2 separate regions of the Sus scrofa genome follow, and region 1 is linked to region 2. Evidence: chromatin contacts called from public Hi-C data. All regions are on one chromosome and are shown on one strand. Each heading gives the region's core, a stretch centred on a gene start, on an enhancer-like site or on the middle of the called end of the contact. The rest is flanking DNA. Distances are from core to core; before and after follow the strand shown. Region 1 has its middle 120 kb from the start of ZNF703. Region 2 holds the start of ZNF703 (zinc finger protein 703).

Region 1 (3,340 bases), core at 688-3,187, 120 kb before region 2:
AGTTCCCAGGCTAGGAGTCAAATCAGAGCTACAGCTGCTGGCCACAGCCACAGCCACAGCAACACCAGATTCAAACCATATCTGCGACCTACACCACAGCTCATGTCAATGCCAAATTCTTAACCCACTGAGCGAGGCCAGAGATTGAACCTGAAACCTCATGGATCCTAGTCAGGTTCGTTAACCACTGAGCCACCACAGGAACTCCATATCCTTTTTTTTTTTTTTTTTGCTTTTTAGGGTTGCACCTGTGACATATGGAGGTTCCCAGGCTAGGGGTCTAATCAGAGCTACAACTGCCAGCCTACCCCACAACCACAGCAACGCCAGATCCAAACCGCATCTTCGACCTACACCACAGCTCACAGCAGCGCGGGATCCTTGACCTGCTGAGCAAGGCCAGGGATTGAACCCGCAACCTCATGGTTCCTAGTTGGATTCGTTTCAGCTTTGCCATGACGGGAACTCCTGTATCCTTTTTTCAGATTCCACGTATAAGTGATATCATATAATGTTTGTCTTTCACTGTCTGACGAATATCACTTCGTATGATCATCTCTAGATCCACATCTCATTCTTTTTTTATGGCTGAGTCATATCCTCTCCTCTTCAGTGTCAGGGAACGTGCTGGGCCAGATAAGAACCCAAGAAAAAGAAAACTGTGAATCTGGAATAAAGAACACCCTGTTTTAAAGAATGTCAGTAAACACCTCTGACCAAAAGCTTTCCCTGGAAAGGCAGCGGAGCAGGAGGAGCGTTTTCCAGGCCCCCTTCCCAGAAGCTCCCGGGACAAAGAGATCTCCCTGAAGGAAGCCCATCCACGTGAAGGCATCCCTGGCTCTGCTCTCGCGGCTCAAGGTGCACATAACAGCGGGTGACTCGAGAAGAGTGCACGGCCCAGGAGGGGATGTCTCGGGGGTGAGGAGTTTGAGCAACTGAAACAAGCTTCAGAGGGACTCATCTATTCCCCTTGGAGCAAAATGAACTGAGAAAAGAAGAAAGAAGGGGGTGGTGGTGGGGGCTTTGCAAGTGGAATGAGTCGCTGAGTTAAATTACAGGGGCCTGGGAGGGATGATTAACTACCCTCATGGTTTTCTGCTTCACAGCCATTTTTCAGCCCAAACCCGGGGCTTCTCGGTTACACAGCCCAGCGCGGGCCGACCATTTTTTCCATTGACTGAAAACACATTCTGACTGAAAACAAACTTTGGATCCCCGAGGCTTGGCAGCCCTGGGTCCTTCTCCATATTTAATCAACGGGAAGCTAAACACTTTCAGTCTGTGATGGCTCATTTGGACGGGTCTCGGGGCTTTTGCTTGGTGCCAGATATAATAACTCTCCGCTCTCTTTTCTAAGGCCTATTTTATAATTTTGCTGTTTTTCAATGTCAAGCCCATCTTTTGAAGAATTTTTATTGGATTTCCTGCTAGACTTCAACGAGGATTTTTCTTGCTTTGGCAGAAATATCAAGCAGAACAGGGGAAAAACTCAATCATCATCTTGGAAAGTCAGGCGATGGTGTGTTGAAGGGGGTGGGGGGCGGCCTTTGTTTGCACACAAACAGGTTTTGAGAAGGTTGGAGCCTCGGTTGCCAGCTTTTGGGGCAGGGGGACGGCTCTGACTTCTGATTCGTGGGGTGGAAATTGACAGGCAAGGAGGATGGATGTGGGAAGAGAGAGGACTTTGGGACAGGGGAGGGGAAGAGAAGGGTAGGATCTGGTGTTTGGGTGGGTGGGTTTCCAGCTGAGGTCAGTGGCTAGGCTGGCACTACCATTGACACCAGGTTCATGAGAGCTCCTGGGACGCTGGAGAACCAGAGACATGACGCTCAGGGGACAGCAGGCAGGCTCCTAACCAGCAGCCTCGGAGCTGCTAAAACCCTGAGAATGGGCTGGCAGGCCCCAAGCAGGGGCTCCTGTTCTACCAGCCACAGCCGGCTCCAGGCCACGTTCAGATCTTTAGTTTTTCTTCACAGTGATTATTCCCCAGAGGAAGCAGCTTGCCAGTGAGTGACAGCTTTTGTTTGCTCATATTTTCCTCTCTTCCCGGAGTCAACTTTCAGAATATACCAGGATGTTCCTCTTACTCCTGAACTTTAATTTCTTTCTTTCTTTTTTTTTTTTTTTGGCGGAGATTGGTGGGAGGGTTCTCTACAGAGTATCATCCAGAGACAGAAGTGGGTCTTTGTCCAAGAGTGAAAAAGGGAGAGAAAGAGAGCCCTTTGCTACTCTCTTTTGAAGCTGTGTTTCTGCATTTGACTTTTTGACTTTTGAGATGTTAAGTCACGCCTCCAAGGCCACTTCACACCTACTGCTATTAGCTTCACAATTTACAGAATGTTTTCACAAGTCTTTAACTCCCATCACAGGGCAGCTAGCACAGTGGTTGTTTTGGTTTGGGTTTACAGTGAGCAACCCAGCCTCATACAAGTGATTGTGGGAAGCGGCCAAACCAAGGTCTGAACCAAGCAAAGAATTCTTTTCTACTTTGCTACCAAATATATATGCTGGGTCCCCCTGACCCCCTTTAATCTGATGTCTTCCTGTGCTGGGCAGAGTCCCCAGGGTAAATTTCCTGCAGCAGAGGACACTGAGTATTAAGACATCACAGCAGTTTTCACCATATCCGCAAATTACAGAACAACTTCTCTTTGGGCCAGACCTCAAGACCAGGCTTCTAAGGCTCTCATTCCTTCCATTTCCAGTAGGAAAAAGTATGCCAAAAGATCAGGTCAACAAAAGACTTAGGGAATACCCACTCGGGGCACAGCACTGAGCTGGAAGATTGAGGAAGTCAGAACGAGGAAAGATACTCTCCCTGCCTGGAGCTTACAGTCCAAATGAGGAGACAAGAGGAGCAGACCTAGAACCTAGACTATTATAACTGCCAAGGACCTTAGAAGTGTTCCATCGAAACCCTTCATTTACCAGCAAGGAAAATGGGACAGTTCAGAGAAATGGTGACTCAATGGCAAAATGCGACTGTTTAGAGAAACCATGAATCAGGGGCAAAAATGAAACAGTATTTAATTCATGCTGAAGAGCGTGGTGGCCACTGGAGGTTGGTCAGAGAAAGCAAAGCGGTCAGAGCCATGTACTAGGAAGAAACAAAACTGGATCTTGACCGTGAAGCGTGTGTAGATCGGATGGATGGACAGGAAGAAAAGAGCTGCAGACGCCAAGAGAGGAGGTAAACTTGAGGCTGATGTATCCCTGAGACCTGAGGGCCCAGCGTTTAGAGATGTGGGGAGAGGGGACCAAGGCTGAACACTGGCTGAAGCATGGAGGATCTCATGCCATCTGGGAAAACGTCCACAAGGCCAGGGAGTCACGTGAAGGT
Region 2 (3,286 bases), core at 27-2,526:
TGACAATCGGAGTGATGGATTCGAGCTGGGAAAGTGGTACTCCAAGCGAGGCAGTGACACCAGCGCGCCTCCACTGGTCGCTGAGAGCACGGCGAAGTGGTCTCCCCGGAGGCCAGAGCACAAAGACCCAGGTTCACCTTCTGATCCGCAGGCAGGGAACCTTAATGATGTCGAGATTAGGTCTATGTAAAATCTCTGCCCGGTGCGAGGCTGGCAATGCAAACTTTATTAGAAAGGCACCAGGGGAAGGAGGTGGAGTAGAGGAGAATACTGTTATTTTTAATACAAAGTTTTTAACTCCGAAATTTCCCTGGGAAATTTACCCCCTCCCCAGCCCCGAGAGAAGAAAACATGTGGGGGACGCATCTCTAGAGTTTGTATCCGGGTGCAGCACTTAGATTCCCCCAACCCCCAAATAGCAGCAAGGCTCTGTGCCGTGAGAGAATTTTATGCCTCTAAGCAGGACATTGTAAGAAACCTGAAAACACACTCAAAAACATCGAACCTATAAATCTGTGCGCCGGCGGCGCGCACAACCTAGGGAACAGCGCCTTATCGCAATCATTTCACCCCCTAAGGGAGTCCTCAAACTTGCAGGCTTCGGACAGGACTGGCTCAAAGTTATTGGAGCGCTTTACCCCGCATCCCGAGAACCGCTGCTGCCTCCGGGTCTCGAGCGCTTCCAAATGAGCCCACCCGGGAGAAGCCAATTAGGGGAAGAGAGCTGGACCGGAGCGGAGCCGGAGCTGAGCCTGAGCAGAGCCTGAGCAGGGCCGCAGCAGAGCTGGGTTCCCGAGGCACGGCCCGCCCCCAGGCCGCCTCGGGGAGAGGCTTGGACCTGACTGTAAGAGAGCCAACGCCGGGAGCTCCTACCCCACCCCCACCCCAGTCCACCCCACCCCAAACACACACGGCCTGAGGGTGACTGCCCCCGCCAGCACCAACTCCCCGCGGTGCGAAGGGAGAGAGAACAGAGCGATAGGGAAGCTAGCGAAAGACAGGGCGCAGACCTTGGGGTCACGGAGAAGTCCCCTGCTCTCCGGGACCCCAGGGTAGGGGTGGCCCAGTTGGGGGGAGGGGAGGAGTGCGGAGAGTGGTAAAGGCCGAGGCGGGAGAGGCGCGCGCAGGCGAGGCCCCTTTAAGGCTCTCCCCGCCCACCGGCGGCGCCGGCCTCCGCCCGCCGCTCTCCCCGCCCCGGGGTCCCGGCGAGAGCTGCGATTGGGCGGCCGCGGCGATCCCTTTGAAGTGTGGCTGCCGATCGCGGCTATTTGACGTGCGGCTCGCGGAAGGCGAAGGTTTTTGTGTTGCTCGCCGGGAATAGCGGCGGCGGCGGCGGCTGCAGCGGCGGCGGTGGCGTCGGTGGAGGAGGGGTGGAGGCGCAGCGGCTGCTGCACCGCGCTTGGCGCTGCGGAGCGAGCCCACCCGCCGCGGGAGCTCGCCTCCCCGGTGCTCCCCCTCCCTCCCCGCCCCCCCAGTGGCGCTGCCTCCTCCAAATGAGCGATTCGCCCGCTGGATCTAACCCAAGGACACCCGAAAGCAGCGGCAGCGGTAGCGGCGGAGGCGGGAAGAGGCCGGCGGTGCCGGCGGCGGTGTCTCTCTTGCCCCCGGCGGACCCCCTGCGCCAGGCAAACCGGCTCCCCATCAGGGTCCTGAAGATGCTGAGCGCGCACACCGGCCACCTCCTGCATCCGGAGTACCTGCAGCCGCTGTCCTCCACTCCCGTCAGCCCCATTGAGGTCAGTCGACTGGTCGCTGCCAGTCCAGCGCCGGCCCCATTCCGCCCACCACTGCCGGGCCCACGGCCCTGCTCCCTGCGCCCTGGGGCTCGGTGCGACGCTCAGGTCCGGCCACACTGGCGGACGGTGTGAGAAGGGACGGAGAACAGAGGGATCAGAGCCCACACGGTTCTCCCTGGGCTTTTCCGGAAAGGTTCCCCTTCCACACTCGCCTTTCGGAGCTACATGTTTTCTCCCGGATTGGGTTTGCTCTTGGAGTCTCCACTGGGTCTTTTACTTTTCCTCGCCACCCAGTTTCCAGGCCGGAGAAGATCTCTCCTGGGCCTCTCCCGCCCACCTCTCTCTACCCGGGTTTGTTCTCTTTGAAGCCGGATCGGCCCGGTCCTGCTCCGCCTCTGTCCCATCCGGTTAGAGCGCACTACGCCCCGGCACTCCCGATCCCAGGTCTTTCTTCCTCCCACTTCCCTGGGTGCCCTCCCCGGGAGGGAGGGGCTACCAAGAGAGCGCCAACGGCAGCCCTAGCTTCAGAACGCGCTTTTCCCGGCTTCTACCCCGCGGCGCCACCGCCTGAAACCCGTCCTAAGCGAAGTTACCCAAACTGAAGCAATAAGTTTTTCCCTGGGCATAGACTAGGGGGAGATTCGAGGGCAGGGGGCGAGTTACAGGCCCTCCCTCAGCCCTGACTCCAGAGAAGTCACCTTTGGTAGACTACTTCCACTGCTCTTTTCCCGGGACCGGTGGCGCACTCCGGGGACACCGAGAGCGAGGGATCTCACCGGCCGGCAGGGTTAGCGCAGTTCCGCCCAGCAGCCCCGCCCTCGCTCTCCAGACCCTGTCCCCAAGGTCTTCTCGCCTCGTCCGCCGCCTCGTCGGCTCCCCTCGCCCCCCCCCCCAGCTTCCCAGGCACCCCACTTGTTCACTCTCCCGAGCGGTTTCTCGTCTCACCCCCCTTCTCCCTCCCCTTGCCGCTGTCTCCCACAGCTGGACGCCAAGAAGAGTCCTTTGGCGTTGCTGGCCCAGACTTGCTCGCAGATCGGCAAGCCGGACCCGCCGCCCTCGTCTAAGCTCAACTCGGTAGCGGCGGCCAACGGGCTGGGAGCAGAGAAGGACCCCAGCCGCTCCGCCTCCGGCGCCGCCTCCGCTTCTGCGGCTCTCAAGCAGCTGGGGGACTCCCCGGCCGAGGACAAGTCCAGCTTCAAGCCCTACTCCAAGGGCTCCGGAGGCGGCGACTCCCGCAAAGACAGCGGCTCCTCCTCCGTGTCCTCCACCTCCTCCTCCTCCTCCTTGTCCCCAGGAGACAAGGCGGGCTTCAGGGTCCCAAGCGCCGCCTGCACGCCCTTCCCCCCGCATGGAGCGCCGGTCTCCGCGTCCTCGTCCTCATCCTCCCCTGGTGGCTCTCGGGGCGGCTCCCCGCACCACTCTGACTGCAAGAACGGCGGCGCAGGCGGCAGCGGGGAGCTGGACAAGAAAGACCAGGAGCCCAAGCCCAGCCCGGAGCCTGCGGCCGTGAGCCGCGGCAACGGTGGGGAGCCGGGCGGGCACAGCGGCAG

The links. A called contact is a pair of places that touch in the nucleus more often than the background predicts.
Region 1: a Hi-C map of subcutaneous adipose tissue shows a contact between it and region 2, with 2.5 times the contacts expected there. The contact joins the enhancer-like site here to the promoter of ZNF703 in region 2. A contact is called at or near these places in 5 of 47 Hi-C or Micro-C datasets (embryonic fibroblasts, heart right ventricle, skeletal muscle and 1 more) and 2 of 2 datasets of contacts at active chromatin or transcription factors (alveolar macrophages and skeletal muscle).

Annotation. Positions count from the first base shown.
Region 1 is chr15:48,817,473-48,820,812 of Sscrofa11.1, reverse strand. No RefSeq gene overlaps it. Among named protein-coding and RNA genes, the nearest start is that of ZNF703, 120 kb to the right of the region's middle. Within about 2 kb of position 1,937, at least 9 of the 83 cell types and tissues checked have an H3K27ac peak or open chromatin away from gene starts, as enhancers often do. A contact at or near this core is called in skeletal muscle and subcutaneous adipose tissue, where this site is marked.
Region 2 is chr15:48,694,629-48,697,914 of Sscrofa11.1, reverse strand. ZNF703 (zinc finger protein 703) reads left to right here and starts at 1,276. Exons shown (of 2, transcript XM_003133370.5): 1 at 1,276-1,736; 2 at 2,718-3,286. The coding sequence starts at 1,494. LOC110256999 (a long non-coding RNA gene) reads right to left here and starts at 1,142. Exons shown (of 2, transcript XR_002339108.1): 1 at 1,011-1,142; 2 at 1-223.